7 separate regions of the Mus musculus genome follow, and all the other regions are linked to region 3. The links are chromatin contacts, called in public HiCAR-type, HiChIP or PLAC-seq, Micro-C and promoter capture Hi-C maps. All regions are on one chromosome and are shown on one strand. Each heading gives the region's core, a stretch centred on a gene start, on an enhancer-like site or on the middle of the called end of the contact. The rest is flanking DNA. Distances are from core to core; before and after follow the strand shown. Region 1 overlaps Kat6a (K(lysine) acetyltransferase 6A). Region 2 holds the start of Nek5 (NIMA (never in mitosis gene a)-related expressed kinase 5). Region 3 holds the start of Vdac3 (voltage-dependent anion channel 3). Region 4 holds the start of Ank1 (ankyrin 1, erythroid). Region 5 holds the start of Ckap2 (cytoskeleton associated protein 2). Region 6 overlaps Vps36 (vacuolar protein sorting 36). Region 7 holds the start of Nek3 (NIMA (never in mitosis gene a)-related expressed kinase 3).

Evidence for each region. Promoter capture Hi-C pulls out the DNA fragments that hold promoters and counts their contacts. A called contact is a pair of places that touch in the nucleus more often than the background predicts. HiCAR-type assays count read pairs that join an accessible place to other places. HiChIP or PLAC-seq counts read pairs in DNA pulled down with a chosen protein or histone mark.
Region 1: a contact with region 3 is called in a HiCAR-type map of fibro-adipogenic progenitors, with 3 times the contacts expected there. The contact joins the enhancer-like site here to the promoter of Vdac3 in region 3. A contact is called at or near these places in 2 of 39 promoter capture datasets (cranial neural crest and macrophages), 1 of 15 datasets of contacts at CTCF or cohesin (the NIH/3T3 cell line), 1 of 484 Hi-C or Micro-C datasets (CD8 T cells), 1 of 115 datasets of contacts at active chromatin or transcription factors (fibro-adipogenic progenitors) and 2 of 9 other capture datasets (adipose tissue and liver).
Region 2: a promoter capture Hi-C map of embryonic stem cells shows a contact between it and region 3, with 2.4 times the contacts expected there. The contact joins the promoter of Nek5 here to the promoter of Vdac3 in region 3.
Region 4: a contact with region 3 is called in a Micro-C map of embryonic stem cells, with 3 times the contacts expected there. The contact joins the promoter of Ank1 here to the promoter of Vdac3 in region 3. A contact is called at or near these places in 2 of 39 promoter capture datasets (cranial neural crest and hematopoietic stem and progenitor cells) and 2 of 484 Hi-C or Micro-C datasets (both in embryonic stem cells).
Region 5: a contact with region 3 is called in a promoter capture Hi-C map of the HPC-7 cell line. The contact joins the promoter of Ckap2 here to the promoter of Vdac3 in region 3. A contact is called at or near these places in 22 of 39 promoter capture datasets (the 3T3-L1 cell line, the C10 cell line, the HPC-7 cell line and 13 more), 1 of 15 datasets of contacts at CTCF or cohesin (large pre-B cells), 15 of 484 Hi-C or Micro-C datasets (CD8 T cells, the G1E-ER4 cell line, Th1 cells and 8 more), 20 of 115 datasets of contacts at active chromatin or transcription factors (the 230-238 cell line, the NIH/3T3 cell line, the SCID.adh cell line and 12 more) and 4 of 9 other capture datasets (adipose tissue, embryonic stem cells, liver and 1 more).
Region 6: an HNF4G HiChIP or PLAC-seq map of pancreatic cancer cells shows a contact between it and region 3. The contact joins the enhancer-like site here to the promoter of Vdac3 in region 3. A contact is called at or near these places in 16 of 39 promoter capture datasets (the 3T3-L1 cell line, the C10 cell line, the HPC-7 cell line and 10 more), 1 of 15 datasets of contacts at CTCF or cohesin (large pre-B cells), 10 of 484 Hi-C or Micro-C datasets (CD8 T cells, the G1E-ER4 cell line, Th1 cells and 6 more), 12 of 115 datasets of contacts at active chromatin or transcription factors (the NIH/3T3 cell line, bone marrow-derived macrophages, embryonic stem cells and 9 more) and 3 of 9 other capture datasets (adipose tissue, embryonic stem cells and liver).
Region 7: a contact with region 3 is called in a promoter capture Hi-C map of second pharyngeal arch cranial neural crest. The contact joins the promoter of Nek3 here to the promoter of Vdac3 in region 3. A contact is called at or near these places in 9 of 39 promoter capture datasets (the 3T3-L1 cell line, cranial neural crest, embryonic stem cells and 6 more), 5 of 115 datasets of contacts at active chromatin or transcription factors (the 230-238 cell line, bone marrow-derived macrophages, embryonic stem cells and 1 more) and 2 of 9 other capture datasets (adipose tissue and embryonic stem cells).

Annotation. Positions count from the first base shown.
Region 1 is chr8:22,932,775-22,935,885 of GRCm38.p6, forward strand. It overlaps Kat6a (K(lysine) acetyltransferase 6A), which reads left to right. Exons shown (of 18, transcript NM_001081149.2): 17 at 2,706-3,024. Among named protein-coding and RNA genes, the nearest start is that of Ank1, 41 kb to the right of the region's middle. Within about 2 kb of position 1,862, at least 53 of the 459 cell types and tissues checked have an H3K27ac peak or open chromatin away from gene starts, as enhancers often do. A contact at or near this core is called in fibro-adipogenic progenitors, where this site is marked.
Region 2 is chr8:22,123,027-22,126,612 of GRCm38.p6, forward strand. Nek5 (NIMA (never in mitosis gene a)-related expressed kinase 5) reads right to left here and starts at 2,041. Exons shown (of 19, transcript NM_001347318.2): 1 at 1,960-2,041; 2 at 518-655. The coding sequence starts at 634.
Region 3 is chr8:22,591,779-22,595,353 of GRCm38.p6, forward strand. It overlaps Vdac3 (voltage-dependent anion channel 3), which reads right to left and starts at 2,035. Exons shown (of 9, transcript NM_011696.2): 1 at 1,906-2,035.
Region 4 is chr8:22,973,584-22,977,044 of GRCm38.p6, forward strand. Ank1 (ankyrin 1, erythroid) reads left to right here and starts at 1,253. Exons shown (of 44, transcript NM_001110783.3): 1 at 1,253-1,678. The coding sequence starts at 1,553.
Region 5 is chr8:22,184,306-22,187,660 of GRCm38.p6, forward strand. Ckap2 (cytoskeleton associated protein 2) reads right to left here and starts at 1,514. Exons shown (of 9, transcript NM_001004140.2): 1 at 1,379-1,514. The coding sequence starts at 1,487. It overlaps Gm29878 (a long non-coding RNA gene), which reads left to right and starts at 1,723. Exons shown (of 2, transcript XR_378798.3): 1 at 1,723-1,774; 2 at 2,780-2,847.
Region 6 is chr8:22,208,243-22,211,531 of GRCm38.p6, forward strand. Vps36 (vacuolar protein sorting 36) reads left to right here. Exons shown (of 14, transcript NM_027338.2): 7 at 2,027-2,059; 8 at 2,147-2,224. Among named protein-coding and RNA genes, the nearest start is that of Vps36, 17 kb to the left of the region's middle. Within about 2 kb of position 1,444, at least 25 of the 459 cell types and tissues checked have an H3K27ac peak or open chromatin away from gene starts, as enhancers often do. A contact at or near this core is called in the G1E-ER4 cell line, the HPC-7 cell line, adipose tissue and 2 more, where this site is marked.
Region 7 is chr8:22,165,139-22,168,324 of GRCm38.p6, forward strand. It overlaps Nek3 (NIMA (never in mitosis gene a)-related expressed kinase 3), which reads right to left and starts at 1,297. Exons shown (of 16, transcript NM_011848.4): 1 at 1,240-1,297. It overlaps Ckap2 (cytoskeleton associated protein 2), which reads right to left. Exons shown (of 9, transcript NM_001004140.2): 9 at 3,014-3,186.

The sequences.
Region 1 (3,111 bases), core at 612-3,111, 340 kb after region 3:
TGCAGTTCTGCAGTAGAGCACACGAGGCTCATGCGCTGTCTCATAAACTCGTGCAGACGCACGAGGGCAAGTAACTAAAGTCCTGGAAAGTGTAGCTCCTGGTACGGTGGCACTGACTGCTTTTTGGCAGACATGTCCCAAGCTGTGGTCTGCATTGCCCAGGCCAGTCACAATGCAGGCTGCCACACTCCAGCCAGGAGAGGAGAGGCAGCTATCTCACCCAGAGCCACGAGGTCATTCCTTTCTGTAGCAGGGGTATTAAAAAGTGCAAGGCTGTTTAAAGGAAGACCTTTAAGAATGTATTTTAGATTTGCACCGTTAATGCAAAGACATAACACAAAATTCTCATAAGCTCCAGACTCTGTGCCTGTGTGAGGCACATTCGTCACAGTTCAACATAGGCGTTACTTAGTACAGACCATGCTTTATTCAGAGTTCTCGTTGGCCTCAGTGGCCTTTCTCTGCTTAGGATCCCACCGAACTTTCCATGTTATGTTAGTTATTCTCTTCTGGGTTGTGAATTTCTCAGACTTTGATTGTCTTTAGTATGACCTTGAAGGTTGTGAGTTCAAGTATTTTATCTGTTATCCATCATTAACTAGAATGAGGTAATGTATTTGAGAGTAAGGCAAAGGAGGCAGAGAAGCAAGCACTAGTCTCATCACATCATCTGGTGGGTATTGTATTGTGTGGCATATGGGAGTCAGGTAGAGGACTCCACTTTGCTGTTGGCCTTGGCCCTCCTGGGTTTCTCTGCTGCTGCTGTTACTTTGTTTCCCCTTTTTCCTGGGGAAGAGGAAAGGCATGAGTGCAGATCGGGCTTAGCCTGGGTGTGGCTACTCACTATAGCAGCAGAGCACCTGCATAGGTTACATAGGTCCCTTCTGCTGTCGCCATTAGAAAGGACCTGGTACTTGAGTTTGTAGCACTGTTTTAAACTTAGCGCCTCCCATCCAGCACTGGCCATGTTTGTTGTGTTGCTCCTGTTTATACTCACAGTATCATCGTCATGGCGAGTTTCTTTTGTTTTAAGTGCTTTCTGATAGTACAAGGTCCTACAAATTTATCTGAAATATTTCTTGCCTCCGCTGCAGAATCAGCCCTTCTCTAAGGAGCAGAGCTATTTTTACTCTAACTTGAAAATTCTCAGTAGATTTTGAAGTAGAGAAAAATTAAAGTGATTAACTCTCCTGTTGATTGCATGATCATAAAGAATGTATCTTTGCAGCCGGGTGTGGTGGCAGAGGCAGGCGGATTTCTGAGTTCGTGGCCAGCCTGGTCTACAAAGTGAGTTCCAGGACAGCCAGGGCTACACAGAGAAACCCTGTCTTGGAAAAACAAAAACAAAAACAAAAACAAAAGAATGTATCTTTGCCATCCTAGGGTTTATTTCTCCAGTTTATGTGGTAAAACAAGTATGCTATTTTCTTGTGTAAAAAACACTAGTATTGGGTGTTAGAGAGATGGGTCAGTGGTTAAGGTACTCACTGCTCTTCCAAAGGTCCTGAGTTCAATTCCTAGCATCCACATGGCAGCTCACCACTGTCTGGTGTGCAGATGAACATGCAGACAAAGTACCCATGTACATAAATACACACATAAATAAAATTTAAAAAGTAATTGTAAATAAAAAAGTAAATGTGTAGAAAACACACAAAAAATATTGTAACAGCCAGTGAACTTGTATGCAAAGTACTTAGACAGTCTTAAAATTTACTGAAGGACGCTCAGGATTATTTTATGGCCTAGATGTATGACCTTGCATAAGTGCTAACCTTTCTAGCCTCTGTACAAGGATGTGATTCAGTCATTCCTGGGCTGTTGTCTCTGTAGCTTGGTGACATCACTGTGTTATGTAAGCTATTAGGTCAGCCCCGTGTCAGTGTGTGCTGTGTGCGCCAAGTCTCAGGCCGTGCTGCTGTTTTCTCTTCTCTGTCAAGTGAATGCATTTCTGCTCTGCGTTTGTGTGCTCTGCTCTAGCTAGTTTCCCCAAATGGCGTGCACATTTATTGATCTGCTAATGCATGGTGATGTATAAGATGGAATGTTTCTATTCCTTTTGCTCTTGAACAGAAGTAGAGGGCGTAGTCTCTGAGGCACTTTAGCATTAGAGCAGGTGGCGCTGTAAAGTGTAAAATGTCGATGAGCTGAGAAGATGCACCAACACCATGTGCTCTCTGGACACTTGCTCTTCATATCAGAGCGGGCCTTAGTGCCCAAAATCTGTGCGGATTTTGTTGTTCCTCCCCCTTCCCCCCCTTCCCCATTCCCCTTCCCCTCCTTCCCCTCCTTCCCCCTTTCCCCCATCCCCCTTCCCCCTTCCCTTTCCTTCCCTTCGCGCGCGCGTGCGTGCGTGAGTGTGTGTAAGAGTACATGTGTATGTGTTGGTGGGCTTGCACTTGGTGGGTGTGTAGAGGTCAGGGGACATTTCTAAGGATTTAGTTCCCCCACTTGTATATGGGATCCAAGGTTGATCCCAGGTTGTCAGGTTGCCCAGTTTGCACAGGAAACTTCACCTGTGGAGCCACCTCACTGACCACACACATCTCTGTGTTCTTAACACTTTGTCTTTACCAGAGTATCTGTTGGCAAACTGCATCTTTGTTTTAAATATGTTAGTTCTGCAAAGCTTTAAAACTTTTATGTTAAAGCAGGGAAAAAAGCTCATTACTATAAATAAAATACCTGCTTTCTTTACTACATAGAAACCGATTCTTCACCGAAGACGAAGAGTCCGCAAGCGGAAACACCACAATAGCAGTGTAGTCACAGAGACCATCTCTGAGACCACGGAGGTGTTAGATGAGCCTTTTGAAGACTCTGACTCTGAGAGACCAATGCCACGACTGGAGCCTACATTTGAGATGGAGGAAGAGGAGGAGGAGGAGGAGGAGGAGAGTGAGCTCTTCCCCAGAGGGTACTTCCATTGCCTGTCCTCACAGGACATCCTTAGGTGTCAGTCCTCCTCCAAGAGGCCGTCTAAAGAGGAAGAGGAGGAGGAGGAGGAGTCAGACGACGCAGATGGTAGGTTTACACACTGTTCCTTAGAGTAGTTTCTGTGTGTCTTTGAAAATAGAGAAGTAATCACTACAGACCCTTCCTTCCCCAAAG
Region 2 (3,586 bases), core at 791-3,290, 470 kb before region 3:
GCAATACATGTTCCTGGGAGGGTTTCAAGGGGATGAAAGAAGAGAGCATCAGGTGAACCTGAAAATGCACAACTGTGAAAAAGGTATTTGCTTTCATGCTATAGCAAGATTATGGGGGCTGCCTGCCTGCTCAGAGGAGAAGAGGAAGGGGGACAGGAGAAGGACTGTGGTGACCGGGAAGAGGGCAGTGAGCAAGATATAAAGTGAATAAGTAAAGATAAATAAATAAACAAACATAGAAAAATATGGGGGGGGGGGGGCTGGAGGGACGACTCAGTGCCCACTGTTGGAGCAGAAGGCCTAGGTTCAGTTCTTAGCACCCATCAGGTGACTCGGAACTGCCTGTAAATTAAGTTCTGGGGCTTCCAATGCTGCCTGGCCTCTGCAGGTGCTTGCAGTCACAAGGTGCCCATAAATTCACACAGGCACACGTGTATATATGCATAATAAACAAACAAACAAAATTTAAAGCTAGATATACCACTTAAAGTTATCTAAAATTCAAACTTAACTTTACCTTTGTCAAACTGATTTCTTTTATGACACAGTGACTGCTTTCTGATTTATCTTTAGCCAAGTACACCTTCCCAAAGGTGCCTTCCCCAATGATCTTAATCAGGTGAAAGTTATCCATGGCTCCAGGCGTCAGAACTTCCTAAAATGAAGAATAAAACCTTGACTGCACAAGACAACTAGCCGGCAGAAGAGGGATGAAAAGCAAAGGAGCTGTTTGTTAAAACTTTCCACCCAGCGTTTCAGACACACCTAAGGAACTTCCTTCTGGCCACAAGTAACGCTGCGGAAAGGGGTTTAGTTTGGTGGATTCCAAGGTCACGCTGGGATCTTAGACAATTCACCACCTCACAAAGCCTTTCTTCTCTAGCGTCTGAAATGGAAAATTATTTGTGTTTGAAAGAAAGACATGTCGCTTGTCCGGGGTGGGTGGTTGTCTAAAAAGCGGTAAGTCTAAGGGCGAGGCACGCACAGTTCGGGTCTCAGTGGGGACGTGCTGCCTTCTACAGGGAAGCCAGGGAACTCTGTTGGTGTCTGGGGTTCTACGTTGTGGTATTTAAGATGTACTTGGGGCCTTAGGTACTACCTATGCCATCCAAAAGTTGTTGGTCACACACAACAAGGAATCACCAAAACGTCTCTGCAAACCTTATGTAAAGAAAAACCTAATTCGTAATTATCTACCTCTAGAACCAAACTATCACATCTATCTAAGAGGGATTAACTAGTACTTCCTAGGAATAGAAACCGAGGCTTGGTTGGGTCTGGGCATTCTCCAATGAATTGCGCTCCAATTTGGAAAAATACCCCATCTACTGGCTGGCTGTAGGGCTGCAGTCAGTGGGAGATCCAGAGTTCTAGCAACCGCAGTCAGGTGACTGTCCTGGCAACGGGCTCCAGGAGTTTACAGGTGGACTACGCACTCCATTGTAGGTTGCTTTCCTGTTTCCCTTTTATGCCACAGTCAGGGCATAAAGGTTTTTTTTTTTTTTTTTTTTTTTTTTTTTTTTTTTTGCTGTACTGGGAAGCGAACCCAGGACTGCATACATGCAGGGTAGGCATCCTACTATTGAGCTTATTCTTTTGGGAAACCATTATTGAAACAGGTCTAAGCTGTTCACGTAGGCCTTGAGTTTGTCACCCTCCTGCCTCAGGCACAATGCAGACTTCTAAAGCCTTGGGTGGTCAACTATAGGTTGTTTTCCTATAATTTCAAGACGGGGACTTCTAAGTTGTCAGCGTAGGGCAACAGCCAGCATGTGGGCGGGAGACCAGAGTTCAGAACTTTTGTAGCTTGTGCGTTGTCATGGAAACCGACGCAGCCCAGTGAGCGGGGCTTCCTAGTTGCCGCCCTGTTTACTCCTGCCTAGATTCCCATTTCTCTCCCCTCAGCTTCGAGGGGCCCGCGACAGCTCCGGAAAAATGAACACATTGGGCTCAGCTTACCTGCTCGGCGGGCGTTAAGCAGTGAGCATGGAAGAATCGGTGCTCCAGCCGCTAAGCCTCCCAGACGCAGGGGCAGGGCCACCCTCGCCCGGGGGAGAGAGAGGGGGAAGTGGGCGGAGTGCTGGGCGGGAGCAGAGGAGAACCCCAGGGCTCATTTCCAGGTACCCCGGGTCTTCCCGCTCCTCCGCTCTATAATAAATAAGTCAGAGGTGGGACAAGCACACTTTTATTGGTCTGAGAGTTGGCAACCTGTAGCTTGGTGTCTGAGGATGCAGGAGGAGGCGGGACAAAGTCTGAGAAGGTTTTGTAGTGGAGAGTAGGGAATGGGAGAAATCACTCCAAGGGCAAACTTTCCCAAAACTGCGGGGTGGAAGATATGTCAGATTCTTGTTGCAGCCTTCGGGTTCCAGGGAGTGTGCTGGGGTGGCCATTTTCCAGAATTCTATGAACAGCATTTTTTTTTTTAAAGCCTCGGACCTGTTTTCTGGGTGGCCTTTTGCGCACGGAGTTAGGGGCAACTTTCCTAAGGTCCCCAGCATGCTAAGCAGTGTACAGCTGTAACATACTCCCAGGAGGAAGCATGTTTCTCATGCAAGGTCTTTTTTTTTTTTCTTAAAGAATTACTAATTTTACATAAATGAGCACACTGTTGCTGTCTTCAGACACACCAGAAGAGGGCATCAGATCTCATTACAGATGGTTGTGAGACACCATGTGGTTGCTGGGAATTGAACTCAGGACCTCTGGAAGAGCAGTCAGTGCTACTAATTGCTGAGCCATCTCTCTAGCTCTCATGCGAGGTCTTAATTACTGCTGAAAGGTGTATGTCAGAAAAGAACCTGGGTCCACTAACAAACCCCAGGTGCTGCCCAGTGATCTGCAACCTAGCATTTCCTGAGAGTCACGTTGCAATAGGTTACCTGTGGGAATATATAACTTTCGGGGTGGTACTCACACAGCAAGATAGCTATATCCAGTGGAATCTAAAACCCGTAACCATTTCATACCCCCCCCCCCCCGTTATCCAGCCCCCTCCACAAAAAAGCTCACTTCTCTAAAAGCGGACATCACACCTTTTTTTTCCCCCTCTTTTATCTACATTCTACTTCCTGGGACAGAATTTTATAAAAATGTAATCCTCTTAATGTTTGAAATTCTTACTGATTCCCATGTTCCGAAAGAATCGTATAACTGGAAATTAGTATTTCCTGACTACAGCATTTGTTTTGTTTTATAGTAGTATGCTACTGATTGAAATAAAATTTTAAAATCAAATTATCTTGGAAATTAATTCCTTAAAAATCTAATGGGTTCCACATGGGCAACAGTGGACTTCTTAGAACAGATGAAGTGTTGTTGTTGTTGTTGTTGTTGTTGTTGTTTCCCCCCCTGTAGACAGGGTTTCAGTATGTACCCCTGGTTGGCCTGGAACTCAGAGAGGTCCAGATGCCTGCCTCTGCCTCCTGCTGAAACTAAAGATGTGTGTTACACCCAATCCCCTTTCTTTTTAAAAAGCTACCAGGGCTGGCAGATCTCACCCAAAGAAGCAAACACAAGGAAGTTTGGTTTAAAATAGAAATCATCTGATTTTCAAGAGGATTCGCAATCTGACTTACTCTCAGCGGGA
Region 3 (3,575 bases), core at 785-3,284:
AACAAAACACAGGGTGGATATGGGGAAACGTGACTTCAACCCCAGCACTCAGAGGCAGAGGCAGACACAATTTGTACATCTGAAGCAAGCTAGAGGTGCTACATAATGAGACTCTGAATAAAAATAAAAATTAAAAAAAAAAGCCTGACTGCGTGACCTTAATAGATGACAAAGTTGTTGACCATGAACTTTGTAGATGAAGTTGTGTCAGATCAACAGGTTGAACACATCTTCCAGTTACGATCACTATGCCTGAACTATGGACACTTTGCAAATCATTTAAATAACTACCCTGTATATTTATACTCAGTCAGTCCAACTCTTAATCCAATTCCTGCTAGGCTTTTGCCTATAAATAAACAGGGCCTTGGTTTATAGCCCAGGCTCACCTCAAACTTACTGTGTAGCAAGGTTGACCTCTCTCAACATATGATAGTCCTTAGCTTCCGGGGAGCTAGGATTATAGCTGTGTGCCACCATATTCAGCAAGACTTATGTCCTAACTGGAAAGTCATTGAAAATTTGTACCTGTCACATGCACACACTATGATATAAAGTTAAGAGGAAAGAGCATACAAAAAAAACATATATAAAGTCGGGGCAAAGGAGATGGCTCAATTGGCAAAGTGTCTGTCACACAAGCATGAGGAACTGCATATGAGGACCCACACAGCACTGGGGTAGGGAAAGTGCGGAGACAGGAAGACTTCTCAGTTCAGTGAGGAGACCTATACCCAACATCAACCACTGGACTCCACATGCATACGGATGTGCACACAAACGTGTACATACACCACATAAACAAGTTCACACACACACCCAAAATTTATAGAGAAATGGGGATGGCGTATGGGTAAAGCACTTATCTTACATAGAAGAGGATCTATAATTGATGCCACGGGTTTTATCCAAGGCATCAATCAAAAGGAAAAGTTAAGGAGTCAAGGCAAATGAGTGGTATTGATGTTCTACATCAATCTATAATAAAATTCTGCTCTATGTTACAGAGTTTGGAGTCCACTAGCAGGGTAATTTTACAGTCCCGGTAGTAATGTAAATCTTTTGCCATCATTCTAGGAGGGAGGAAACACAGGTCTTACGTATTCAGACAGAAACGTTTATACAGTTTTAGGTTTTCATACTGATCAGGGAGAAAATAAACCAAGGTGGTCGAAATGTCTAAGTGCTATTTACAAGCTGCGTTTAGCGTTTTTGATCCACTGTTTCTCAAAAATCATCACTTTGCAAAAGTCAAGTGGATAACTGAAGTCGTTCATGCCCAAACTGTCCCTTACTCGGACCCATGATTCTAATGGGAAATGCACTGCTGGTATGATCAAGCAAAAAAATCGAGAAAACCCGGACTCCATGTTACTCGAGAGTCAAGCTACAACCTCACAATCATCTTAGCGCTACAAGACAGCTATGCACCATGCCCTGAGGCTGCATTAGAGCCTGAGAGGACGACAAAAGGCACTAACTAGAGGAGACAGCTTCTCTTTTGTTCCTTGTTTCTGCTTTTTAAGATGCATGAAGAGCATCCACCCTTCGGCCGTCGGGAGTGCAAGACACGCCTGACAAGTGCTGGACACACCAGACAGCGGGGTGAGGACAGGGTCGGGTGTAGGTTTGGGGTTCCGGGACTCGTCCTCTCTAGAAACCGCCCGCCTTCCAGCCTGGCCCCGGGCAGACCGCCAGTGCGCACGCCGGGTGCGGCGGAAGGTCGCGGCCGGCCCAGGGCGGCGACTCCCGCCCTCAGGCGACCAACAGGGTCCGGGCAGCGGAGTCTCCCCTGCCTCGCCTCGCCCTAGGTCGGCGCCCCTCAGCTCCTCCTCCGTGGCCTCGGCCGGCTCCTCAGGCCCGCCGGCCATCCGCCCACCCGGCCCGCGGCAGCGGTCGCCTCACCTACAACCCGAGGGTGGGCCCGTCCCGCTCCACCAAGGCAACGCTGAAGGTCTTCTCGAACCAACGCCGTCTGCGCCTGCGCGACCTCGCTCCCCCGCCGCGCCTGTGCGCCTGCGCGCCCGTCGTCCCCCAGCGCGAGTGCGCGCGGCGCGGCGCCGCGCCTCAGACCAGACGTGCAAGGGGCCCCGCGGCGGGCGCCTAGGCCAACTGTCCGGCTGCGCGTGCGCGGGCGAGTGCGCGGGCGCAGTGGGGGCCCTGCTGGCGGGTGACCGGCGCGGGGTGGTGTGGAAATGGCCGAAAGGCCTTTGAGGACCTTTGCTGGGCCGGGAGGCGCGGCTCTCGCGAGAATGTGCCAAAGCCGTAGCTACTGTCCCCTGAAGGGGCGCGGGCGGGCAGGGCGCCAGCAGAGACCCAGGGCGGGCTCTGCGGACGCGAGCTGCCAGCCAGAGTGTCGCTCCCAGACCCTGCCACCCTCTCTATGGTGGATGACTTGCAGGTCTTTATGGGAACTTCGTCCCAGGTCAACTGTAATTTTAAAATGTGAGTCTTCTCAGTTGGAACGATGAGAGAAAACCCAGGCCCTAGAGGTTAGGCGACTGCGGGCTTCTAGAGCATGCAAGTTAATTCAAGAGAGAGAGAGGATGGAGAGAGAGCTCTTCTTAGAAGAGAAATCAATGTCGCAGGAATTGTGCAAGGAACACACCACTGCTTTAGAGCCACCTTAGTGACAACCGATTCCCCAGCAAACGGTTAAGGAGATCCCGATGGTTCCCAGGACTCACTCACTCCGCGGATTATTTACTGAAGAGGAAAGGACCTTCACAGCCAGAAAATCGCCTTCACCAAGTGACTAAAGCTAACTTCAGGTGCCCTGTCATTCACAGAAAGGGACACAAGTCGATATTCTTATATTCTTGGTTGTGAACCTAGCCTTTAACGGCTGAGCCATCTCTCCAGCCCACGAGTCAGTATTCTTAACAAAGCATGTAATTTGTCTATGGGCGAGAAAGCAAATCCAAATTAAGGGACGTTCTGCGAAGCAACTGCTCAATCTTCAATGTCATGAAAGATGAAGAAAAGGGTTTAAGAACAAAAAGATGTAATGCTAAAGTGTTTTTGTGAGTCTCAGTTGGACTGTGGATAAAACAAAAGGGCTATTGAACACAACCAAGCAACTGAGGAGATTTGAGTAAACTACACTAGTACACTAGTACTAGAGCAACGTAGAATCTGAGGGTACTGTGCCTTGGTTATGTACAAATGGCCTTTTTGGAAATATTTGTTGATGTTTCTACCGCTAACTCTTTTTATTGAAAATAATTTTTCATACACTATATCCCGGTCATGTTTCCCCACCCCCAGCTCCTCCCAGATTCCCCCAACCACCTGACTCCATGCCTTCTTTATTTCTCTCTTTAGAATACAAATAGTCAAACAAACCAGAACTTAAAAAAAGAAAAATAATAAAGAGGAAGTACGAGGAGAGTAGACACATAAACACAGAGTCCATAACATACACACAAAACACAAGTAAAACAAAACAAAAGGCCCAAAGTCAGAATCATTGAGTTCATTTTGTGTTGTCCCTCTATGGCTGGGCATGGAGACTCCATTGAAGAAAACCATTTTGTTTTCTTTGCAAGTGGATGCCAATTAGAGATAGTTTCCTG
Region 4 (3,461 bases), core at 3-2,502, 380 kb after region 3:
AAAAATACATTTAAAATCAATCTTCTAGTTTCTTTACATGGAAAAAAAAAGTGGCTACATGACAATTGAAGTTGCATGTGTGACTGGTATTTGTGGTTCTGCCTGCAGTGAGAAGCCCCAGGACTCACCCCTGGGAAATGACAGCAGTTAGATCTGTCAGACCCCTGTGGTTACCCAGCACCTTACCTTCTGTCAGGGGCCTAGTGGGGAAGACAGAAGTGGAAATCACTGAGCGAGATGTGTTTGTGAGAAAGAGGGGTGGGAACAGTACCTAGTACTACTCCTTCTGCTCCTCACCAGAGCTGCTTCAAACCTGCACAGGCTCGGGAGGGGGGGGGGGCGGGCGAGAGGACAGGAGGGAGCAGGCTGTTTCATAATAACTTCTCCAAGACTCAAACACCAGTGTTCAAGACTGTCCTTAGCATCCTGTGGGATAGGGAAGGAGGAGGTTGGGAGCTGCACCAACCAGACTGAAAGGGCAATGTTCATAGGTCAGGGCCTCAGTTTCCCCGCCTGTCACATGACTGAGTGGTGAAATGAGCTTAAGCCGGTTCCCCGTTCCCACAGTCTACGTTGGTAGCTGCGTGACCCCCAGCTGGTAAGGTTCTTTACAGCAGCCCAACACCGGTCCAGACCACAGTACCTACGGAGGGAGGGTGGAGAGAGACCTGGTATTGCAGGGTGGGCGGTCCCTGATGGGGAGACCCAGTTCCACTCCCGTCCAAAAGGAGCGAAAAGAAAAAGAATGGACTTGACGCTGGACTCGTATTCTAAGTATATTTGGTAAAGATGCAAAGGAAAGGCCCACTTGGTTTGACCGGGGCAGATCAAGCTCTCCTCCAGGAGCCCCGGCCCTTCCCGGAGGGCGGCCCGGGCCAGGCTCGGCGCTAGCGGAGTCCGTGCCGCAGCGGTGCCCCGGTCCCACGCTCCGCAGCTCGGCCAGGCGATGCTGGCATTTTCTCCGCCGCCGTCAGGCACGCCGGTCCGCAGGGTCGCCGGGCCCGGGCGGAACGGCCCCGCTTTGTTCCCGTCGCCCCCAAGGCGCCCCGCGATCCCCACCCCGGGACCCCGCTGCAGCGGGGACCCAGCGCCGGCTCGCAGCGCCCCGCGCCCAGCCTGGTGGGGCGGCCGCACCGAGCTGCCCCCGCTCCTCCCGCGAGCCCGCGAGTCCGCCCTCCGCGGCCCGCGCCGCAGTACGAGCCTCCTCCCTCCCGCCCCCCGCGCCGCCGCCGCCGCAGGAGAGGGGGGGCCCGGGCGGGCGGGCGGGCGCGGCGAGGGCGCGCGGCGAGCCCAGAGCCGGTGCGGGGCGCGGGCGAGCGAGCTCCGGCCGCGGCGGGAGGCGCCACCCCGGGGCTCGGCTAGCCGCGCGCCGGCCTCTCCTCGCCCTCCGCCCCGCGCCCCGGCCCCCGGGCGCCGCAGCCTTCGCCTCCGCCGGGGAGAAGCTCGCGCCCTGCGCAGCTGAAGGAGCCGGCTCTCCCCGGGAGGGTGTCGTCGCCGCCGGCTCGCAGAGGGCGCGGGCCCGGGAGGCGGGGACCGAGCGCCGCGACCCGCCATGGCTCAGGCGGCCAAACAGCTGAAGAAAATCAAAGACATCGAGGCGCAGGCCCTCCAGGAGCAGAAGGAGAAGGAGGAATCCAACAGGAAGCGGCGGAACCGCTCCCGTGACCGCAAGAAGAAGGTAAGGGGGCGGCGGCGGCCCCGCACCGAGGCGCCCGGAGTAGCTGCGGGAAGGCGATCGGCCGCGCTCCGGCTGACCCCGCGGGAGCGGGAAGGGGGGAGGCGGGTAGGGCGAGCAGAGAGCGGCCCCGGGGTTCCGGCAAGCTGCCCCAGACTCATTTCAGCACCTTGAACAGAGGCCCGCGCTCCGGAGGAACTTTTGCCGCCTCTGGGGTGGCAAAGCGGGTAAGGGGCTGCACCGCGGGGCGCAGGGCTGCTCGCCTGGCTTTCTCGGGGAGCTGCTTTGGGTGAACAGGGCAGGCGCTCCAGAGGTGGTACTGTCCGCTCCTGCTCAGGTGACTAGTGAGTTCTCCTGCGCCGCCGGAGAGAGCATCTTCCTCCCAGATCTCTCAGGACGAACTGGGGCGACTGCCCTTCCCGATCCCTTCCTGACCCTGTGGGTCCGCGGGTGGACCTGGAAGAAGCAACTCACCCCTCAGGCATTTGGCAGCATTTTATGTTAAGGTCATTCCAGAGGAGTCACTGGTGGCAGGGAAGAGGAATTCCCTTAGAAGCCTCGCTGGGGCTTTTCCAGCCTGACCCAAGGCCTGGTCGGAGAAGAGCTCTGCCATGGGACATCATGAGGGCAGTCTTTCATGGGACAAGGGTCTGTGCTGAGACAGCCCAGGGATCCAGACCCCTGAAAGCAACTGTTGCTATTTGCAGTCCTTCTTTCAGATCATGGCGGGGTAAGAACCACAGTAGTTTAGACCCACGGTCTAATTACAAGCACCTGGATGTCCACAGCGACTAAGCAGGGCACTCTACCGCCGGCTAGAGCTTCAGGGATGCACAGGCTAGGAAAGCGTGAGTGGAATTCTGGGAGTCCAAGGTAGAGCTGGACCCTAGCTTGCAAGAGCCATCTTAACCTGGAGAAGTTGATGTGAGCCTGCAGGAACGTCCCCTGGCCAGAGAATTTGGGTTCATGGGGCGTCTTCACAGAGACGCTGCCCTTGCTTATGAAAGACTCCCTCCCTGAAACTGACTCGCTCTGAGAAGGAAATATAGAAGCTGTGGTTGACAGCCGTGTAGGGGACAGTCTACTTCGAAGTAGGTGGCAGGGCTGATAGGGCTCTTTTCCTGGAGATGACACTGGGCAGGCTGAGGTGTTCTCTGACTCTTAATCTAAGGAATCACCATGTTAGGTGTTCCTATACGCCTGACAGATACTATAGTGTTCCTCTACCCTCCCTCTCTGCCCCTTCTCTCCCCCCCCCCCGCCCCAATATTGGCACCTCGTGTGTAAATAGGAATTTCAGCATAACACACTCTTTAAGCAAGAGGTCTTTCCCAAACCAACAGTGAATCAGTTTGGGCTGGTGCCACTTACAGGGAGAGTACCACGTTAGGGTCTCAGATGCCGATCCAGCAGGCTAGGCAGAGAAGTCTCCTAAGAGAGCTTAGTGCTCCTCCACTCTCTTGGCAATGGTGTTGGGCCTCTCTGTATTTCCATCCCTGTTCTTGATCTTGGAGGAAGACTCAGTTCCTCGTTCTCCTCTCATTTCTTGCCTGGAGCTTCCTCTTCGTATTCCCGACCCCAGAGATGACAGTCTGACTAACAGTAAAAGCAAAACTCTCTTCAATTTCATTTCTTCTTAACTGACCTCATGCGATGTGTGTCTATGAAACAAAGCCATTTGGAGATTGATTCTATGTCTTAAGTCTTTGTCTTTGCATTCTTGGTGAACTTTGCCCCACGTTTGGGTTCTGGGTGATCAGACGTTCCCCTGTCCCTGGGTTGCGTC
Region 5 (3,355 bases), core at 264-2,763, 410 kb before region 3:
CGGGACTATCATTAAGTCTGGCCACTTGGTCAGGTGGGAGGTCGACACAGCAAAGATGTCAGAATTATTGCCAGTGACCTTTTTTTTCTGTTTAAATTGTTCAAAGTGTAACCTGGGGCTGGGATCTAAAAGAGATTTAAGGATGAGAGTAGTGTAAAATGCACAAGCCTACCCCAGGAAGCAGAGGCAGACATTCTTGAGTTCAAGGCCAGCCTGGTCTACAGATCAAGTTCCAGGCAGCTAGAGCTACAGAGAAACCCTGTCTCAAAACAACAACAAAAACCAAAGCGACAAGAAAGCACCAGTCTAAAGTGTTTAAAAAGCCAATGAAGTCTCGTATTCAGGGCTGGCTCTTCCTTGGGTGCTAGCCAGAGCGAACAACTTCTACTAAAGAGCTTTAAAGAGTAACCACTAAGGGTGTGGAGTGTCTCCTCCCTGGGAAAAGAGATTATTCCTATAACAACACAATAGGAGATTTCTCAATTTAGACAAATGATCCCATGAATCAGAAATTACATGCAAGGTGCTGTTTTAGGCTTACTATTACTGTGATGAAAACACTCTCACCAAAGGCAACTTGGGGAAGAATGGGTTCATTTACTAATATCTCCATAGTACAGTTAGCTCATCATCAAAAGCAGTTAGGGCAGGAACTTGGTGCCATGAAGAAGTGTAGCTACAAGGCTTGCTCTGCCTGGTTTGTTTGTTTTTGTTTTTAAATAGCACTCAAGACCACTAGCCCAGGGGTGGCACCGCCCACAATGGGCGGGGCCCTCCCTCTCCCATCAATCTCTAATTAAGAAGATGCCCTACAGGCTGGCCTACAGCCTGCCTGATCTTGTGGAAACATCTTCTCAGTTTAGGTTCCCTCCTCTCAGGACTCTAGCTTGTGCTCAATGATAGAATACTTGCCTAGCGTATACAAAGCTCTGAGGTTCATCCTCCCAAATAAATAAATAAATAAATAAATAGCATCAAATGTCCTAATCGAGTGAAAATTGCAGGGAACACATTTCAATATAGGGTTCCAGAAACAACTGTGTAGAGAGATCTGATACCAGTCGCCAAATTCTGACCAACTTACATAAGTTTTCCACATTCTTGCTGCAGACCATTCAACTCCATTTTTCCAAAACGTCCAGGACATCATGCAAACAGTCCCAGCCTCACCTCCACGTTCCAAGCACAGAGATAGGAGAACCCGGGAGCTAGCGAGCGCGCGCGCAGGCGCAGTCGGGGGTCCGGGCAGCCCCGCCCCCGCCCTCAGACCCCGAAGATAAACCGCTGGCCCCGGCAGGAGCCGAGCCACGCGCTACCCTCGGCAGCGGCCTGGGCTCTCAGAGAGAGTTAGCGGCCGAGGCCCCGTGCCATCGCTCACCTCGGAAGGCCGGCTGGTCTCGCCTGGTCGGGGGCAGCTGCAGGTCCCGGGTCACCGGCAAGGGATTCCTCGCAGCCCTGCCAAGGAAGCGTTTCCTGGACTCTGCCATCGCTTAATGAGCGCGCCTCGGCGCCGGCGTGGATTGAACGGACCAATGAGCGCGGAGGGGCGGGGCCCAGGCGAGGGGCGGGGCCGTCCCAGAATCCAGAGACTTGGCAGCCGGCGAGAAATTTCAAAATCGAACAAAGCTCTCCCAACTGGATGGATGACGCCGTTGGAGCGGGCTTGTTGAATCCTCAGGATATAGCAGGACCAGGCTTGACAAGTCAGGACATGTCTTCAGACACAGCCCAGAGGAAGCCAAAGGACCGCAGTGACTGCACCTGTCAAATGCTGGTGCGCTCCTTAGGGATAAGGCTCATTGCTTTCCCTGAGGACAAGTTCCCGAATGATCTTTGGAGCTGCTTAACAGAATTAGGTTGCGATTATACCTCGCAAGCGAGATGATGAGCTCAGATGTTAGGTGTCTCGTGTTTGCACAGCTTGCAAACAAAACCTTTTTTTTTTTTTTTCTTTTTTCGGTTTTTCAAGACAGGGTTTCTCTGTATAGCACTGGCTGCCCTGGGACTCACTCTGTAGACCAGGCTGGCCTCGAACTCAGAAATCCACCTGCCTCTGTCTCCCAAATGCTGGGATTAAAGGCGTGTGCCACCACTTGCCCGACTTTGCAAACAAAATCTTAAGTTGAGATCTACCTTTGTGCTGTTATTTTATTGAAAATCTTGCTACGTAGCACAGGCTGGCCTAGAACTCACTTGCAGTCTTCCTTGACCTCCTGAGTGCTAAGATTACAACTCTATGCCCAGCCCTTTCTGTGCATTTATATATGCATTTGTGAAATGCAAACAAGTGTAGGAGACAGAAGAAAAAGAAAACTGAGGATATAACCCTCTGCTCTTTCAAGGCAGGATATAATTCTGTGAAGTTAAACCTATTGTGTGTTATAAAAAGATAAAGGAAAGAAGGAATATGTTTTGGTGGATGTGTAGTCAGGTATGGGGTGCCCCCGCAGGCCCATGGGTATAGTATAGAATAGAGTTTACTCAGGGAATGGGGAAGGGAGTTAAAAGGGTATTAGAGACAGAGAAAGGCAGAGAGAGTTGAGGAATAGAGGCTGGCTGAGAGCACATGTAGACAAGGGGGAGTAGGGGTGAGAGGACAGAGCAGGAGCAAGAAGACAAGAGAGAGCAAAGGAGGGAAGAGGGCAGAGGTAGCAAGCAGCCCCTCTCATAGTGAGTCAGGCAAGCCTGGCTATTGCCAGGTAACTGTGGGGCGGAGCTTAGACAGAATGCTAACAAAACCAACTCCTGTTGAACAATTTGTCTATGTTTGTCTTTTTAGGCATGCTGCCTTAACCTTTGACGCCCATCATTTAAACATGTCACCAACATAAAACCCAGACATGCTAACAGTGGTGGTTCATTGCTGTACTCCCTCAGAAAAATGACATGTGTGAAACATATTTCTAGGAAAAAAGCTACATCTTCAAACTGATTAACTGATTGGAACCTCAAAGGTTGTGGAGAGCTTGGGATGTTGCAGGACCAGGGCCCAGATACAACCTATCTTGAGCTATCTGTAACCCATTAAATAGCCACCCCTTGCCCCTATCCCAACCCCCACCTCAGACCTTAGGACACCTGACATCATGTTAGACGCCTTGTTTTGTTTGTTTGTTTGTTTGTTTGTTTGTTTGTTTAAGTGAGGGAGAACAACTGGAGGATGGTCTGGGTCTGGTTGCCCCCTAACTGTACACCCAGAGAAGCTATGTAAATCTTGCTCCCCAATTTAAAGTTAATAAAAGACTAGAGCCTGTGATTGAGTTGTAGAGAGAGAAAGGCAGGAGGTTGTGGGGACCCAGTGAGGGGGGGTCTCAGGAGAGACCAAGAGAAGGAGAAAGGAGACAAAGGGAGGAAT
Region 6 (3,289 bases), core at 194-2,693, 380 kb before region 3:
CACACCTTAATGAATTCTCCACAGACATCATATTCTGTGCAGAGCCTGATCTGTTTAGGAAATAGTTCTTGTTATCCACACTGCAGACCTACATGAGGAGCTGTGATTACTGTGGGGGCAGACTGGGTAGACGGGCAAACTGGTGCTATTGACATCACCACACACCTTGTAAAGAGAGAAGTCAGGACTCAGAAAAGACCCATGACATGGCCCTTAACGTCTGTGGGGGACAAGGAAGACTCGTTAAAGACAGGAAGATGGGATTGAAGACCAGAAAGATGAATAGGTGTTGGCATCACCAGGCAGAAGGGCAGGCTATGCAGAGGTCTACAATCTCTAGTACTGAGACAGAAAACTCAGACATCTGTGGTCAGTCATGCAATGAACAAATGGCCAGAGCAGGGGCTGCAGTCGCTGCAGACCAGACCAGCACACAGGTACCTGTGCCTTTAGACAGCTGCCCTTTCCACACAGTTGAAATGGAAAGTTGTCATGTGAAGGTAGAACAAACTGGGGGACATACTACTTGGATGGGCGTGTGGGTCTGTCTAGCTTAAGTTTTTATTTTACATGCCTACCCACACCTTTTATAGCTTACGGATTCTATAGATTATAATAGTAATAGAAACAAAAGCAAGGAATCTTTTGTTTGTGCTTTGTAGCCAGTTCTTTTCAGGCACTGTGATATTTACATTTATTTTATTGAACACAACTGATAAAGGATGTATTCTGTGTACACTCAGAATTTTAGTATTTTTGAAAATATACAACAGGGATTTCTCATACTGATTTTACTTACACAAGTAAAATAAATCTATGAATAGTTTGTGTAGTCCGTGCAAAAATCCAAGATTGCACCCTGTGTCTTTGTTCTAGTTTTGAAAACTAGGTTGGTGTGTGATTTAAATGTTAGCATTGACTCAGTTTCATGGCTGGTGCCCGGAGCCTCCCACAAAGGGCTTCCTGCATCTGCTGGCCCTTGCTGATAAGAACCCGGTGCCTAAGCCTTTGTTTATCTGAGGAAATTCCTGTGAGGTGTGTGCACGTTCCTTTTGTTCTCAGTGTTAGCTTAGTGAGCTGCCCATAAGGATCTTACATGACTATTCTTACACTATTCTTTGAGTAAAAGAAAAAAAAAAATTTGCAGGCGGGGGTACTTTCCTGCAGATTGGCATAGCTGATCAGAGCCACAGCTGTGTGTCAGAGCAGTGTGTGGACTGAGTTTTCATTTAATGACAAGTTCTTAATTGGTATTCAAAAAAACATAGGTATCTGTGCTCATCTAAGTGAGAGTTGAGAAATTCTGCAGTTATTTTCAATAACCTGAAATAATTTATTAGAAGCGTATCTGAATCAGTTTGAGGAAGCCCTTGGAGTAGACACTTGCTATAGTGGTTTTGTTTCATCTGTTCAGGTGGCATTCTCATGCTTTTTGTGCAGTAGCCACTGCGTGCAAAACTGTGAGTGTCATGGTTCAGAGGCTAAGGCTCTGTCAAGTCATACCTGCTTTTCAACCAAAATAATTATGTCAAAACAAAACAAAACAAAAATTTCTGCAGCAGAGTATTGTCATTTTCAACTTGGAAAGCTTTATACAGTGTTTTGTTTGTTTGTTTTGTTTTGTTTTGTTTTTTAATCTCCTAGCAGGGAAAAAAACAAAAACAACAAACAAACAAAAAAACAGTGATTTTTTAACTCAATGTTTCTGTGCCTTTGTGTGTGTGTTAGCAATGGCACAACCCAGGGCCTCACAGATGCCAGGAAAGCATTCTATCACTGAACCACACCCCAGGTCCAGATTTTCTTATGTATCTAGGAACAGTAAATAATAATCTATGAAAAATTTGGTAGTAGTTTGAGGAAGTTCACAGTTTCTTAGCGTAGATTTTTAAAATGAGGCAGATGTGTTGCTTATATAATTAATAATAAATTGATATTTGTAAGAAAAATTTCTGTTTGCATCATCGCCTTAAAACATCTTAATTCCTTAAAATGATTGCATCGCAAACCCCGTTTCTCATTTCAGGCCTTTGAAGACCTGAGCAAGCTGATGATTAAGGTATGTGTCCCATACCCACTCACACTCAGTCGTGATGATCGCGGATGTATATTTTCTTAGAAGGTTCTTCGTCTTTTCTCTGTCCAGGCTAAGGAAATGGTGGAGTTATCCAAATCAATCGCTAATAAGATTAAAGAGAAGCAAGGCGATGTCACAGAGGATGAGGTGAGGGGGCTTGTCTTATCTTTGCAGGGTTAAACATCAGATGGAGCGCAGTGCTGTCCTTGAGGTTGACCAGTTCTCTCCCCCTCCCACCGAGCCATGTCTGTGACTTCTCACAGTTTACTGCCTTCTAATTATTATTATTACATTTATTTATTTATTCATTCATTCATTCATTCATTCATTCATCCATCCATTCATTCATTTGGGCAAGCTGTGTCACAGCACTCATGTAGTCAGTCAGAGGACAACTTGCAAGAATTGGTTCTCCCCATTCCACCACGGAGGTCCTGGGCACTGAGTTCAGGTGGTCAGGTTTGGTGGGGAGCACAGCTGCCCATTGAGTCACCTCAGTGGCTCTGCTTCGTTAGTGTAGTGTTCTTAGCACTTGCAGGTGAAAATGCTAAGGTGAAACAGGTCATCCTCTTGTTTTGCTAGTTCTACAAGGACTCAAGAGTATTTCAGTGTAGAAAATAAAGCTATTGAAATGTCTAAAGAGTAACTGTTTCATACCAATGTTTTTGATGCCTGCTTTCTTTTTTTTTTAAGATTTATTTATTTATTATATGTAAGTACACTGTAGCTGTCTTCAGACACCCCAGAAGAGGGCGCCAGATCTCATTACGGATGGTTGTGAACCACCATGTGGTTGCTGGGAATTGAACTCAGGATCTCTGGAAGAGCAGTCAGTGCTCTTAACCACTGAGCCATCTCTCCAGCCCCCTGCTTTCTTAAGTTTGTCCACAATCTGGTCATATCCATTTCTCCTTTGTAAGTTTTTAGTTTTAGCATTTGGTTAGCATTAAAAATAGCATAATTGTTACCTCATTTCCTCTCACATAAAACTTTGAAAGTAAACGGTATGGTAGATTGGGATAGAAGGAAGGAGAAATAACTAGATTTGTTCAAGGGACAACTAGGAAGTTCACTGCCTGGTTGTTCACAGCATGGAAGCACAGGAGAAGACATGGTTATATAGAGAAATAACTGAGCCACATTGAGTTTATGATGAGGAATGTTGTGAGGAGAGACTAATCTTACAGTCTACTGGTACACTCCTCCCCTCTC
Region 7 (3,186 bases), core at 47-2,546, 430 kb before region 3:
CACTTTTTTCATCACAGGAAAAATACTGGCATGAATTACTTGATTTTTTTCCGTTCACAAAGCTAAATTGTTTTTATTTATTTATTTATTTAAACCACCCACAAGCTGTAAAATGTAGAGCACAAGATGTAGTACAAACATCGAAGATCAAACCCTGCTAGGACCTGCAAAGCTTCTAGTCCGTAGCTGGGGTTGGGTAGTCAACACCTGTAAGATTAGCACTTAAGAGGCAGAGGCAAGATGATCGCCATGGGTCTCAGGCCAGCCACTGTCTCAAAAACTAGCCAAACAAATAGACTGTGCCTTCCAGTTTGCTTTCCAGTCTATCACAGAGTTACCAGGAGACTATAGCAACAAATCCTCCATATAACCAAATCCAACGCCGTGTTTCCAGGAGTGAGGCATTTGAACACACCCAGACACAAGTAACAGACCTATGACACTCAGGAGGCAGAAGTTGGTGAATCACAGCCTGTAACCACTGCTAAGTCCAAAGTCAACTAATTCACACCATGGGTTTCAGGCCAGCCAGGGCTACAAATGGGGGCTGTCCCCCCACCGCTCCCCCCCCCCCCCAACCAATAAAAACCTAGAAGAAAACAACCAAGCCCTTCACACTGGTCTTCACAGGGGTCTTAAGTGGTCTCTGGTTTCAATTGCTTTTTTCCTGTTCCTGGTGCCTGAGGACTTTTACCTATGCTATCAAAATGACTGATGAGCAACCAGGCTTTCCTTGACTGAAAAATCAAGTTAGTATTTTTAATCTCCATGTGTTCGATAGCCAGTATTACACCCATAAACACAAGCCTTATTACACTAGGTGTGGCGAAAGCTGATGGGTTCCTTCCAGTGTTTATAAACAAATACGCCTTTAATAAAGATAAACCAATTGTTTAAAAGAGCCTAAAGTGATTTGCAAGTGCCCAGAAGCGGGGTCAGTTTAGACAGAGATCCCAGGACACACACCCTGGAGACCCACCAACCTTTCCCTACCAAAACACCCACCCTCCCGAAGCTGCTCCGCTTCAGCCGCACGAGCAGTCTCCGACGCGCATGCGCGCACCGAACTCAGCGACTGGGGCGCACAGCCTACGGGCTGAGTGATGCGCCCACATTTGGCCGTCGCCCCGCAGCGGGCGAGCGCCGACCGGCGGCTTAGGGGGCGGGGGGGGGGGGGGCAAGAGGCTCCACCCGCTCCTCTCTCCACCGCGGCCGACCCGTACAGCTCCCTTCACCCACCTCCCAGCGGCGTGCGTCGCTTCTCCGCTCCTTGCGAGGCCTGGGAAGTGGGCGGGGCGTGGGCGGGGCGTGCCCCTAGCTGTGGGCAGAGGAAACTGTTGAGGTCTGGCCCTAGGCGCTGTTCTCTGAGTAGCTGAGCCCCAAAGAGCTGTTTTAAAGCTGTTTTGCCACCTTGCGGTAGGATATTGCTAACGTTTTGAACCGGTGCCCCCAGTAATTTGAGTTATTGCTCCAGATTAGGCAGACAGACAACAAACATAAATTCCACAGGGACACTGCTAGCATTTACTGTATGACTTTGGAAAAAGTGAAAAACAAAATAATGCACCACCCCAAAATAATGCATCTCATTCTGAAATGTGTATTTCTTCCCGGAAATAGCAGAAAGTTATTAAGATTCTAGTTGTACCAGGACGTGGTAGGATGTCTGTAATCCCTGCATTCGGAAAGCTGAGGCAGGAGATCCAGAATTGGACGCCAACCTAGTTTACAGAGCAAGTTCCTGGTAGGCAAGTCAGGACTGTCTCAAGTGTTAACATTTAGGGGTGCAGAATAAAGGAACAAAAGGCAGGAATGAGACCAAAATCTGGCCTCAACTGACGAGACTGTTCACCCCACCCTCCCCTTCTCCCCTTCCCTACTGATCCCAGATGGAACTAATGTTTGTAGAAGAAATTCAAATCACAGGACAGCAGACCCAGACACCCCCAAGATGTTAGGCAGAGGGTCCAATGGCCAACCAGGCTACAGTCAAATGTACAGCAGGGAAGCAGGGAACTAGACCCTGAGGGGGCGGGAGGCAGGGTAGAAAGGGACACTGGAAACCTACAAGTCAATTGCTGGAATAGGTGGTTTATCAGGCAGTGTAAGTCATTAAGTAGCATTGAGAGAGGAGAGGAGAGGAATCTATCAGGGTTCCTCAGCTGCAGCACTGTCCACATTTGGGACTCTTGATTCTTTGCTGGGGCTGTTGTGTCTCGGGGCTCTCTCTGTCCACCAACTGATGCCGGTACTCACTATGCTGTCTCCCCATCTGTTTTATTTTTGGAGATAGTTTTCATTACGAAGGCTAGACCAGCCTGGAAAGCACAGGTCTGCCACCTCTGCTGGGATTACGTGTGTGAACCACTAGCTTGACAACCAAAAATGACTTGGTTTTGGAAATCCCTGGAGGGAAGGACAGACCCAGGTTCAATTCCCAGCTCCCTGTGGCAGCTTACAACTGTCAGTTTCTCCAAGGGGCCTCACACCTTCTTCTGGCTTCTGAGGGTACTGCACTCATGTGGTGCATAGATATACATGCACATAAAAATAAATAAATCTCAATGGGTGGGAATTAAACAAAAGAAAGAAGATACCGGGGGAAAAGTGGGTGTGGTACAGACCACCTGTGGTGGAGAACAGTCCAGCCGCAACATCCAAGGATGGAGTTACGGGCGAGCATGTAGTTCATCCACAGTTCATGCTTCGCAGACAGGAAGCTTTCCATCCCTAGACCTCACCAACACTCAGTTTGAATCTGAGTTATCCCTAAAGCTTATGTTTAGAATGCCTGGTCTCCAGCTTGAGGCACTGTTCTGAAGGCTGGCAGAAGTGGATAACTACTGAGCCTGGGAAGTTATACCCAGCACGGGAAAGCAGTACCCTCCATCCATCTCTCCCTCCCTCTCTCCCTCCCTCCCTCCATCCATCCCTCTCTCCATCCCTCCCTCCATCAGGCCTTCCTCACCATGGTGGACTGTACTCAGAAACTAGGTAAAAATAACTCTCATTTGTTTCTGTCAGGTATATTTTATCACAACTAAAAGTAATACAAACTTAGCAATATACTTCAAAAACTAAGTTTAAATTTGGTTACTGTGGTTAAATGACATTTTACAAAGCAGTTTTTCTTGTGGTGCTAAGGACTGAATTCAGAGCCTTGCACATTAGGCAAGCACTCTTCTG